Linked DNA regions of Mus musculus: region 2 is linked to region 1. The links are chromatin contacts, called in public promoter capture Hi-C maps. All regions are on one chromosome and are shown on one strand. Each heading gives the region's core, a stretch centred on a gene start, on an enhancer-like site or on the middle of the called end of the contact. The rest is flanking DNA. Distances are from core to core; before and after follow the strand shown.

What was found. Promoter capture Hi-C pulls out the DNA fragments that hold promoters and counts their contacts.
Region 2: a contact with region 1 is called in a promoter capture Hi-C map of embryonic stem cells. The contact joins the promoter of Jmjd4 here to the promoter of Guk1 in region 1. A contact is called at or near these places in 11 of 39 promoter capture datasets (the 3T3-L1 cell line, the C10 cell line, the HPC-7 cell line and 5 more), 2 of 115 datasets of contacts at active chromatin or transcription factors (bone marrow-derived macrophages and embryonic stem cells) and 3 of 9 other capture datasets (adipose tissue, embryonic stem cells and liver).

What each region holds. Positions count from the first base shown.
Region 1 is chr11:59,189,433-59,195,750 of GRCm38.p6, reverse strand. It overlaps Guk1 (guanylate kinase 1), which reads left to right and starts at 3,799. Exons shown (of 8, transcript NM_008193.3): 1 at 3,799-4,000. The coding sequence starts at 3,940.
Region 2 is chr11:59,446,487-59,452,804 of GRCm38.p6, reverse strand. Jmjd4 (jumonji domain containing 4) reads right to left here and starts at 2,760. Exons shown (of 6, transcript NM_178659.6): 1 at 2,293-2,760; 2 at 1,965-2,130. The coding sequence starts at 2,560. It overlaps Snap47 (synaptosomal-associated protein, 47), which reads left to right and starts at 2,771. Exons shown (of 5, transcript NM_144521.3): 1 at 2,771-2,890.

The DNA of each region.
Region 1 (6,318 bases), core at 2,550-5,049:
GATCCCACTGCTGGGACTTGAACTCAGGATCTCTGGAAGAGTAGTCAGTGCTCTTAACTGCTGAACCATCTCTCCAGCAGTTCTGAGGATTCTTTATCTTAAATTATACAACTCTAAGTTCCAGTTAGGACCCGTCAGAATAAAGGTCAGTTAGAACTGTTCTGTTTAGCTAGCCAAAATAGCTTGAGTCACAGCTGACCACTGGGCAGCACTTCCTGCACCTGCACATGGGCTCATTGTGGTTTTTCCCTTTACAAGCCAGCCCTGAAAAGCGTTCAAGGTCCAGTCTCAAGTCCCAAGTCTAGGCTGTGACCATGATTGATCAATCTTGGGGTGCGCATTCAATAAACTAGCCCTGTTTAACTGAGAATGGAGTCTGAGTGGTCTGTAAGGCTATTCCTGAACCCCAACAGAGTCCTTATTTTCACTAATAGAAGTAGTTAAGATGGGGCTGGAAAAATGGCTCAGCGGTTAGGAGCACTGGCTGCTCTTCCAGAGGTCCTGAGTTCAATTCCTAGCAACCACATGGTGGCTCACAGCCATCTGTAATGGGATCCGATGCCTTATTCTGGTGTGTCTGAAGAAAGTGACAGTGTACTCACATACATAAAATCAATAATTCTTAAAAAGTTAAGAAATGACACAAACAGAAGCTCAAAGACAAGGGATGACTCAGAAGCTCAAGGACAATTTATTAGAGTTTAGAAGGAAATTCCCAGGGCAGAGTGTAAATTTCACAGCTTCCTGGTAAATGAAAATGAAGACATGATGGATGCAGCTCCAAGATATGGTTGAGGAGGATTTTACTGTAGATATGCGGGAGAGCACAGTCAGGGGCATCTGGAAGAGTTCAGAGCAGGGAGAGGAAGAAGTAGATTAGACATGACCAGGAGACTGAACCAGGCCATGAGAGGAGTGTAGTGGAATTTTTCATTTCTTTAAAAACACAAAAATGCTATGTGAATATGCTTTTGTTTTAACCCCAGGTGTGCGACATGGGGCTGCTTCAGATTGTCCACAGCAGCTGACTATGACTTGTCTCTTCCTCTGGCAGGAGCGGGATTTTGCCAGCTGAAGATAGTTGATATTTGAAATTTTGGGAACTCTAGAGAGGGTATAAAAAAATGCCAGAGCCCTGAGAGGGGCCATGGTGGTGGCTGCTCCTGCTGCTTGGAGATATTATGACTTGCCCCAAGGAACTCGAAGTCCCTAATCATCTCCCACCTAGTGTTGGGGTAGAGAAGGGTAGAGAAGGGTGGTAGGAAAACGAACCCAATAAAATTGCCAAAAGTACAGTTATAGCCGGGCAGTGGTGGTGCACGCCTTTAATCCCAGCATTTGGGAGGCAGAGGCAGGTGGGTTTCTGAGTTCGAGGCCAGCCTGGTCTACAAAGTGAGTTCCAGGACAGCCAGGGCTACACAGAGAAACCCTGTCTCAAACAAAAACAAAAACAAACAAAACAACCTCCCCCCAAATACAGTTATATAGGAGGGAGGAGGGAAGAGGAGGGGGGGACAAGAGAGAAGACCAAGAGACAAGATCAGAGAACCAAGAGAGCATGGCAGGATGGAAAGTCTTTATAGGAAAGAGACACTGGGGGAAGGGAAGTGAAAGAGAGGTTTAGGGTAGGGGGCTGGGGTGAGATGAGCAGAGGGAGCCAGGATGCCAGCCAGGGAGTCTGTACCAGGTACTTGGCATGCTGAGACAGCCTGTGGTTAGCATGCATTCTGTATGCTAACAGGCACCACAGCCATTTGTCCTGAGTGTCTTTGGGACCTGAGACCTGGAAAGGACATTGGCAAAGAGTCATGCTGCTTGTGATAAGTCATGCTGGAGGACGGGCCACCCGCAGCAAGCAGTCACACGATGGGAAGTGCTGTTGAGCCTTGGTCACCATTGTCCCGACCTACAGCGCTTGGCGCTTTTACCTCTGCTCACTCTGTTCTTTCCCTGCCCAGTCTTGAGTTTTCCCTCTCTCTCCAAATCTTTTCAAATTCTTCTTGCCTTTCAGCCTAAGAGAAGCCAATTAAATTAAAAACAAAGAACCTGAGTGCTCTGCTCTTCACAACCACTTCTGCAGTCTTAGCCATTCCGTTCAGCCTTCCATAGACTGCAGGGCACAGTCTCAACACAGCCTTATAGTGGTGGGACAAGACCAGATCCATTCCACCCTCCTAGAGAATATTCCCTCCCTCCCCTTCCCTCCCTCCCTCCCCTTCCCTCCTTCCTCCCTCCCTCCCCTCCCCTCCCTTCCTTGCTTCCTCAGAGGCACCAGAAGAGGGCATCATCTCATTACAGATGGTTGTGAGCCACCATGTAGTTGCTGGGATTTGAACTCAGGACCTTCGGAAGAGCACTCGGCGCTCTTAACCCCTAAGCCATCTCTCCAGCCCCCTGTGTAATATTTTTAAGAGTAAAATTAGGCAAAGATATTTCTTATAAAGTCAGTACATTTTCCAAGGAATCTCATGTGCACTTCCTTCACTGCCCCTCTAGATCACCTCGAAGCTCAGGACTTCTCTCCAAAAAAAGCTTTTGGAAAGAACTGATACTTAACTCAACTGTGCTGCCCACTTTACTGCAATTCTTTAATAAGTTTGTTTTATTTAAGACAGGGTCTCCCTATGTAACCTTGATTGGCCTAGAGCTAACTATGTAAATGGAACCTGTCCTGAATGTTCTAAAGGTCGGCCTACCTCTACTTCCAAGTGCTGACATTAAAGGTGTGTGCCACCACATTGGGCTTATTTTTCTTTTATCTCCTGAATTAAAGACAACTTCAGCATTCTCTGAGATCTTTGCCTTCCCGTTTCTTTCTTTCTTTTTTCTTTTTTGTTTAAGATTTATTTGTTTGTTTGTTTATTTATTTATTTATTTATTTATTTATTTATTTATTTATTTATTTATTTATTTATTGTAAGTACACTGTAGCTGTCCTCAGACACTCCAGAAGAGGGAGTCAGATCTCGATACGGATGGTTGTGAGCCACCATGTGGTTGCTGGGATTTGAACTCCTGACCTTCGGAAGAGCAGTCCGGTGCTCTTACCCACTGAACCATCTCACCAGCCCCTGCCTTCCAGTTTCTTGAAGTAACTTATTTAAAAAATACTTTGGGGAGCCACAATAGTACATACTTTTGTTTGAGATGGGGTTTTTCTGTGTACCCTGGCTGTCCTGGAACTTGCACTGTAGACAAGGCTGGCCTTGAACTCAAAGATCCATCTGCCTCTGCTTCCCTTGGTATACATCTTTTTATTACCGGCATTTGGGAGGTAGAGGTAGATGGCTCTCTGGGAGTTTCCAGACAGTCAAGACTACATAGTAAGACCCTATCTAAAAAACTAAAAGACTTAAAATTAGGTGTATGTGTCTATGTGTTTGGGTAAGAGTACATGAGTGCAGGTGATGCGCCTGCCCAACCTGAGTGCTGGGAACTGAATCTGGGTCCTCTGGAAGAATAAATAGCACGTGCTAGCCGCCTCTTGAAATGATTTAACAGTTAACCGGCTAACCCGAAAATGTAACTAAACGGATTCGAAGCTGACTTCTGATGTGTTCCTCTCAGGGTCTTTGTAAATTGGTAGGGTTTGAGCCTAGGGAAAGAAAGGAGGGTACGGAAAAGGGCGGAGTTTGGAGAAGAAACAACGAAGAGAAGTGGGCGTGGTCGTCGGGGAGAACCGCGCAGTGCGCCTGTGCATCATCGCGGCCCCCCCCCCCCCCGTTGGGCTGAGGTGTGGCTGTCGCTTGGGGGCCGTGACAAGGCGGGATTTAATGTGGTGTAGGTGGGGCCGGCGAGGGAGACGTAATGTCAGCGGGCAAAGGTGGGACGTGGCCGGCGCTGGTGCTTTGCGTACTCGGTGTGCGTAGCCATGCCGCCCTCCGGTGTGTTCCGGTGGGCCGGCGCGCCGCTGTGACGTAGTCCTGCGGGCGGTCCCTGATGCTGCGGCGCCCGCTGGTCGGGCTGGCGGTGGCCGCCCTGGGTCGGGTCCCCGCGGACGGTGAGTGCGCTGGTGGCTGGTTGTCTTCGGAGTGGGACTTGTGGCAGCATATTTCCCTTGCGTGCCGTCTCCATCTTGTGGGGATGCCGGGTGAACGTGTTTCTCGGGACCCCAGAACGACAGGGATGGGCACGCGGAGTCCCAGCCACCAGCAGATCGGTGCAGCATGAGCCTAGTCTGCGCTCTTCCTCTGTTCCCTACCCAGCCGGCGTCCTGGGTAGGCTCAAGCACATGGCTTTACTCCTGAGCCATTGCGGGCGTTGGACTTCAGTGCCTGCAGATGGTGCAGGCCCTGCAGACTATTAGGATTTGGCTTGTCCCGATTTGTTTTGTTTTAGAAAAAAATATTAATCTGCCTTTGGGCTTATTATTCTCAGGCATCGTTTTATCCAACGTGGAAGTGGGCGGGGTTCGTTCTGGTGGTGCCTGGAGGTGGAGCAGGTGACATTAGCTCCGCGGTATCTGAGGAGAGAGGGAGAAAGCAAGTAAATGACTGGTCAGCCTTTGATAGGCTCCAAGGAGAGAAAGAAGAATGCAGTTTGTTTCTGTGGGTGCTCCTTCAGTTCACCTTGCAGGAGGTCATAGGCTAGTTATGAAAGCGACTACTAAAGTTGTTTCCCTTTCTCGTCTGTCTTGACAAACACAAAATATCCAGGAAACATGATGTAATTGGAAAAGAAAAGGCAGAAGGGGATGTGAGAGGAAAGAGCCCAGGCGACAAAGAAGGAAAGTTAGAGTAGGGTTGAGCTCTTGGGAGGCAGCCATATGAGCAAGGCTTCTTGTATCCCTGACTCTTCTGGTTGGGACTTAATCTTCCCTGTCCCATCCTGTCCTGTCCCCATCCTCCCTGATTGCATGTGATGGTGTCTGTCTTCCTTCCTTCCTTTCTTTCTTTCTTTCTTTCTTTCTTTCTTTCTTTCTTTCTTTCTTTCTTTCTTTCTTTCTTTCTTTCTTTCTTTCTTTCTTTCAAGATTTATTTATTATCTATAAGTACACTGTCTCTTTCTTCAGACACACCAGAAGAGGGCATCAGATCCCATTACAGATGGTTGTGAGCCACCATGTGGTTGTTGGGATTTGAACTCTGGACCTCTGGAAGAGCAGTCAGTGCTCTTAACCACTGAGCCATCTCTCCAGCCCCGGTCCCTATCTTTCTTGATTCTGCTTCTGCTGGTCCCTAGTCTTCCCTGCCCTGCCCTACCCATTCCCTGCCTACACGTCCTGGGCCTCAGTTTCCTTTGCTCTACCCTGTCCCCCATCCTCCTCCACCGTTCAGTCTTCCCTGACCCTGTAAAGCCTTGGTGTCCCTTCTGCACGATCGAGCAGATGACAAACTGTGCAGTGTCCTAGGGTCTTTCCCCTTTATCCTCGTTGGGTTCTGAGCCCTTTTTCCTTTATGTTCCCTCTACCTCATGATTCCTGGCCAAGGAATCAGCCCGTTCCTTTTTGTCCTTGCTGGGAAGAGACACAAACGAAGATGGGCAGCACCAGGAAGGTGCAGCAGGCTGTCCGTGGTTGGCTGCTGCTCCTCCACCTCTTTGTTGGGAGGCCGTGGTAGGTCCATCTGGCTCAGAGGAATAAGATTGAAAATGCTTTGGCTGCTCTGGCTGCTGCTGTTGGAAGAGGTGCCTAAGTCCTGGGGGCTCAGGGCTCGGGTGTGTCACTCATGTCTGCCTAGCGCTGTTTGTCTTGGAGGACTAGTAGTTCTTCTCCTTCCTGGAAGGGCCTGCTCTTCAGTTGACAGGAGGGAGGTGATGGTTGTGACAGATTTCCAGTCCTAGAGGCCTGAGGTATAGATTGGAAGAGGATGTATAGGAAGTTTTGTCTAGGACGTCCCAGCAGAGCATGTTCCCTCCAGTGCTCCTATGAAGTCGCTTGAATCTTGGCTTGTTTTACAATTAGGGGCTTGGGGCTCTTTGTCAGGCAGTTGAAGTTTGGGACTGGGAAAGCTGAAGAGATAGGGGTCCAAAGTTTCTTCAGTGGTCTCCCCAAAGGAAGTTGCTTCTATCCACCACACACTTCTGTAAATGCTAGGCCAAAGACTATATCTATAATTTCTGACATAAGCTGTGGCCCTGTGGAGATGTAGTAATGGTCTTGTCACCTGGCTACTGGTGAGAGAGAGCCCCTCCTTCAGTGGGCCTGGGGATTTCCCAGGTCCATACTAGTCCTGCCTGGCCCACACTCTCCTTGCTGTCTGCCACTGTACCACACGGCTAGCTAACTAAGGTCATCTGGTGTAGTCTTTGTAGATCCAAGCAAGTGTAGTGTCATAGAAGGTCACCGAGGGCTGTCAGAGATCCATGAGCTGTATGTGC
Region 2 (6,318 bases), core at 1,511-4,010, 260 kb before region 1:
CCAAAAAGCTGGGTGTGGTGGCGCACGCTTTTAATCTCAGCACTCGGGAGGCAGAGGCAGGTGGATTTCTGAGTTCGAGGCCAGCCTGGTCTACAGAGTGAGTTCCAGGACAGCCAGGGCTATAAAGAGAAACCCTGTCTTGAAAAACCAAAAAAAAAAAAAAAAAAAAGTTTACCTAAAATTCCAAGCTACTACACACAACAGTATTAGGGCCTGTGTTAAGGTTTGCTCTGTTGCTAAAGTCTGTACCCTAAGGTCTAGACCTAGGAGTGAATTCTCAGTTACCAGCTCTTGTTGTGCAAACCTTGTTCCTTAATTTAAAACTATTGATTAAATAAAAATGGCTATGGCCAATTACTGGAGAAATTAGAGGTAGGCAGGGGTGGGAGGGTTTAGTTACCTGGTTGAGCATGAGAAAAAAGGAAAGAACGAGGAGGTGAGGAGAAGGCGCCATGAGAGATGGCCCTTGAGCACATGGCCGGGGGAAACATCACGCACTTGGGGAACACCACTGGGGGTGTAGCCAGGCCACGGTTAGAAAAGTAGAACAGGGGTTTCCCCCAGCAATTATCAAAGCTAAATAAAAAAACCACAGTCTGAGTATCATTTATTTGTACACTAGTGGGGATAAGCTTAAATTGGTTGTACTACAGGCCTGTGAGTCTGTTTCTGCCACGATGAGATCCAGGACGTGTGTCTGGTCACACTTTACCCAGCTCCTGCTCTGGGCCCACAGAAGTAGCATGGCAGGGTAGCTGGAAGCTGGTGTTTCTCTTGCATCTGGTCAGTTATGGGAACTGCAGGGGCCTGAATTCCATCCCACTCTACAGTTCAGAGCCTTATTGCGCACACAAATGATACAGGAATTCAACTGTTCATTGGTTCACTCAATGTTACACTGTGCCTTTTGCTGGGGGTCTGAGTACAATGGTCTGTACTTGTGAAAGGGACGTCAGGTAGAGGAAAACACACAGTCGCAGGGTCACCATGGAAAAGGGTAATGCTCTTCCCAAAGAGAGCATCACGTGAGCTGGGTCTTAGGGACAGCCCAAACTCCTGAGATGTAGGGAGCGCCTCGGCTTATGATGGCCTTACGTACTGACATGTCCAAGCTGAAAATACCATAAATGTCAAAACATACTAACAGTATGTGTTTATATGCTCACAACCTTAGCATTCCCAGTTCCAAAAGGAAAACACAACAGTGTGCCTAAGTGCATGACTACCGTAGCTTAGCACAGCAACAGAGCACACTGTAAAGGTGTGATCATTTTAGTAGATCCGGGGGTTTAGATGGAGGTTATGGCTTCTTGACCCTGTCCATCATTGAGAGAGAAGGGTGGGAGATGAACAGACCATATATAGCTAGCCTGGGAAGACACCATAATTCAAATTTTGAAGTAGTTTCTACTGACTGCAATGCATTCTTGCTCCAGCAAGACGTCAAAAATCTCCTAAGTAAAGCTGTCACAAGATGCTGTGTGAGAAAAGTGGAAGCTGATAAGGGAGAGTATTGAATGTGTCTTTAAAGAGTAAAGGGGTTTCCAAAGTGGGACAAGAGTGGTTGCGGAAAGGTCACTTGTCCCTTTAGAGAGCTTAGAATGGCCCAGGGGATGGCAAGAATCCCCAGAGCAATCGTAGAAGGAACAAGCGTCCTCTCAGTGGGGTTGCAGAGAGGACAGCCCCAGAGGATCTGAGATACCAGCTCAAAAATACAGAAGAGGAAGGAGACACCAGGCCGCCTGTACCCATACAAGATGTACGAAAGACTTACCTTCCCCATAATAGTCTACCTGGCTCGCTATGTTGATCTCCCCACATCTTCGCATCAGTTCTGTGATACACATTAGAACTCTGCTGTAGAGGTAGCCCCTCTGAGTGCAGTGGGCGTGCTCCACCTGGACTGGCTGCACTAGCTGCTTAGGGTAAGTGCCCAATGGCCATGCGCCGTCCTGTCTTATTACCTGCACAGATGCCAGTCCTTGAGGTAGAGGCAGCCCCGCGAAGAGGAGTAACTCCCTTGGATGTAGTCCTTCCAGTAACTGATATAGTCGCGGAAGGACATGTGCTCCTTGGGGTTTGAATTGTATTCTCGCACTCCACAGTTGGCAACCGGTACAACCGCGTCTCCTGCAGCGAGAGAGTCAGCACAGAAATGGCAGAGTCATACACGTAGTTCACCATCTTGGGGTCCGGCCACCCTCTGGCCGAATTATCCAGACTCCACTAGTCTGTCCGGCCCCGGCCGCCCTCCCATGCCGGGGTCTATACCTCCCGTCTGCGCCCTCCTACCATACTTCTGCTGCAGATACTCGAAGTCAGGCTTTCCCTCCGAGGTCACCCAGCGCCGCCTGCTGCCCCAGCCCTCGGTGAAGGCGCTAGAAAACACGCAGGGCAGGTTAGGCAGCAGGAAGCCCTTCACGAAGTCAGCATAGGAGAAGGCGTTCGGGGTCTGAATGAAGGTCACGCCGCTGGGTGTGGGGCCGCCACCGCCGCTAGGGACTGGGTCTCGGAGGTCCCGGTAGTACCGCTCGGCAAAGGTGCGTGTCTCCCGATCCATCCACCGGGAAACCTGACCCCAGAGGCCCAGTCCGGCTTCTCGCTACACCCCAAATAGGGACCGGAGGCTGAGAAACCCCCTAAAATCAGCTCGGAGTGGTAACCACAGAGAAAGAGCCCGGAACGAAAAGCCACAGGTGCGACATTCCAGCAGGAACGCGGGCCTTGGGGCTCCCAGGGTGTGCGCGTGCGCGCCTACGCGGCCCCGCCCTCTCGCGCAGGCGTACAAGCGCTCGCCGAGTGGCTGACCTGCTCCCCAGCTGCTGGCGTCTCTGTCTGGTGGTCCAGTGGAGCGTGCCATTGCGTCTTCTGCGTGCTCCTCTTGCCTCAGGTGAGCTGCTACCGCGCAGCTAGCCAGTACCGGAGCCCGCCACCGACACAGGAGATGAACATCAGTCTCAAACCTCAAAGGATGACTGGGTCCTGAGAGGATGCTGGGGCGCAGAGCGGGCGGTCAGGATCCGCGGGGGGTGGGGCGGCGGGGTGGGGGTGGGGCGGCGGGTGGGGGTGGGGCGGCGGGGTTGGGCGGCGGGGTGGGGGGTGGGGGTGATGTTCCCGAGTGTCTTGGATAGATTGTGGAGGAACCTTTTAAAGGATTGTGATGTTTCCTTAGAAATAGAACGAGGAAAAATTAAAAGGAGAAAATGAGCTTTTTTGGGGGGCGGGGGGGGGGAGATGCTGAGGTTCAGGTAGAGAGGTATGTATGCATTGGGAAGAGGGGAAGGATAGAAACGAGGCGGAGGAGGGTTGTTTGGCCAAACTCGCCTGTTGTGGCCTTTATCGTGACGCTTGTCTGGAGCTGTGTTGCGGCTAGGTCATGGTAGAGATGACAGCTCATAGAGAAATTCAAGTGACGAGAAACATCGATGCCAGGACTCGTGGTGCACGCCTATAATCCCAGTATTGGGGATGCTGAAACGGAAAGGTTCCGAGGTTCTAAGCCAAAATGAACCACAAATCATGACTTAGCTCCAAAAGAAAAAAAGCCAGGTTACAATAACAACAACAATAAAACCCCAACGCACCCAGAATTCCATTCACGTGTAATCACTAACTCTGGTATTGAGCCAGTTTTTTCCAGGTATGCATGTGTTTATACATTTTATCCCTGTTACCCCCTCCCTCTCTTCCCTCTTTTCCTGCATTGGCAGCATGTTATATTTGGAAACACCATTTTAGATTTTTTAAAATCTCCTCCTACAATTGGCCTACAATTCTTAAAATTCCTGGACAGGTTGAGTTGATAAATGCCATTTTGCATGCTAATGAGTCCAACACCATCCAACAGCCAGTAGGGTAGATTCCAGATGGAATGGCTCACTGAAAGACCTGAGTAGGATCAGAGGGTGGGGACTTTGAACCCAGCCCTCAGCTTCTAGGGCTAAAGGTTGAGTGGGTCATCAGTGGTCAGTGTCTCATCAGTCATGTCCACAGCATCCCTAGAAGACCCATTCAGAGGATCCTATGTGCTTAGGGAGGTGAGGGCTGGTTCTTCTTAGAAGTTGGTGGTTTTCTGAGTAATACGAGCTTCTAGGGGAACTCCAAACCAAGGAGGACCTCTGGAACCCTGCTTTCTAGGTGCTGGCCATCAGAGTGGTACTACAACCTGGGCTTGCATCTGCACCAATGTAGGGACATCTTGGGAGACAGAACCCCACCCTTGGGACCTAATATGATCTTGAGGCAGACATTTGTCAGAGCTGAACTGAATTAAGGACATTCTTCCTCTGGTGTTCACTGATAAGGACCCTTTTAGGGTCCCAGAATCCTGTACTGACTAGGACATGAGAGTAGAGGTAAAATATGTAGTTTGTTTTGTTTTCTGGGAAAGTATGAAACCCAGTTAGGAATTACTTCTTTGCTTGAGTATCTAAGACCATTGTCCACGAGCAAGAAAGAGGTCAGGGCCAGCAGGTAGGTATATATGCTCTCAAGAGCTCTGGGGCAGCGTAGCCTGTGGCACTGTAATGGGAACATGAGCCCTTGTGCCCTGTGTAGTTAGTGCTGTAATCCTGGTCTTCACATGATAGCTGGCCTCTGGGTGTTAGTAACAGAGCCGATTATGTGAGGCCTGGCGAGAGGCCCGAAACCCAGGTGTGTGCCCATGAAGTTGCCTCTCCTACCTCCAGCTGGGAAGTGCTGGTGATGCACATCCCCAGCCCACACAGACCTATGGAAACTGCGCATCCTGGGCAGAGCCACCCCAGAAGAAAACAGGAAAGGATTGGAATTGGCACCCTGGGGAGGGGAGGGGAGGTGGAAACACTGCACAGTCTCATTTCTCTCTCTGAATTTCTAGAGCATACCCTGCAGCAAGGCTGTGGTGTTTGCTCGAAACATCCTCAGACAGCATGCCTGAGCCTCCCAGGGTGGGGATGGGAACTTCTGAGGGAGTGGAAAGAGGGTCTGCTACAGAGCAGGAGGGCAGGTAATGGAAAAAGCCAGTCTTGCCGCCCCCGCTCGGACACACTGCCCCACTGTTCTCCCACTCAGCCTTGTAATGGGAAGGTGTGCAAAATGTTGCGTCTTCTGTTACTTTGGAAATTAACTAAAAATAGGCTGTTTACTTGCTATTGAGTTTTACTCAAGGGCACATGTGTGGTGGAAATGCTGAAAGAGACCCATTATGCCAATCCCAGTGTGTTAGGAGTCACAGTGACGTGGGCCTATTCCCCAAGAACGTCATTTATGTGAATTTGCTTGACACCCAGGGGTTGCCTGACATGACTTCCCACAGTAATTGTGTCTCTCTCACACAGGGTCCTCTCAGGGCTAACTACTCTGTACCTGTCCTGGTGAAGGCAAGTTATAACCTTACAAAGGCAGATACCACACAGAGAATTCAGGAACAGAGCATCTCTGGAGGGCCCATTCACTGTGTGTACACTGGGTGTCCATGCAGTGTGCACGAGACGCGATTCTGGGCAGGTGCCCTTTGGTGCACATGTTGAGTTGCATTGGGAAAGCTCTCAGGTCTGGAGTGCTGTGGTTGGTAGTGGGCACTAGGAAGGGTAAAGGTGCTCTTTAAGTAGAAGCTTTAAGGTAGAAAAACAATTCAGAGACAGGACAGTGAGGAGCCTTGAGATGGCTGTAAGGGAGGGGGGCAGCAGAGTGAAGCTCAGAGCCCATTAGAGTGAGCAGAGTTGGACTTGAACGGAGCCAAGCTAAAAGTGAAAAAAGAAAAAGGAGATTTATTCAGTGTGGCCACATTGGAAGAGGCACAAAGAGATCTGATGAACCACCAAGTCCTGAAGTGAGATTAAATAGAAAGCAGAAGATTTGCATACCTGAGCAGTACAGGTGTGGCCACACACACTGTTAATCCATCCTTGTCTGGACTTTAGTCTCCTTCTGTAAGGTGGTCTAAGAAGTTGTTAAAATTATGTGAAATCAAAAAACAAAACAAAACAGCTGGGTGGTGGTGGCAGCGCACGCCTTTAATCCCAGCACTTGGCAGGCAGAGGCAGGTGGATTTCTGAGTTCGAGGCCAGCCTGGTCTACAAAGTGAGTTCCAGGACAGCCAGAGCTATACAGAGAAACCCTGTCTCGAAAAAAAAAAAAAAACAAAACAAAAACAAAAAACAAACAAACAAAAAATTATGTGAAAGGGCAGGTCCCCTTTTGGCTGGTGCCTTTTCTTTCTCCCAGTTTGAGATTCCCAGGGAGATACCCATTTCTCTGGGTGCCTTTGTTTTAACACTTTGATAGTTGGATTGAAAGGAATAATTGTCTCTTTAAAATATTTTCATTTCTGCCAGG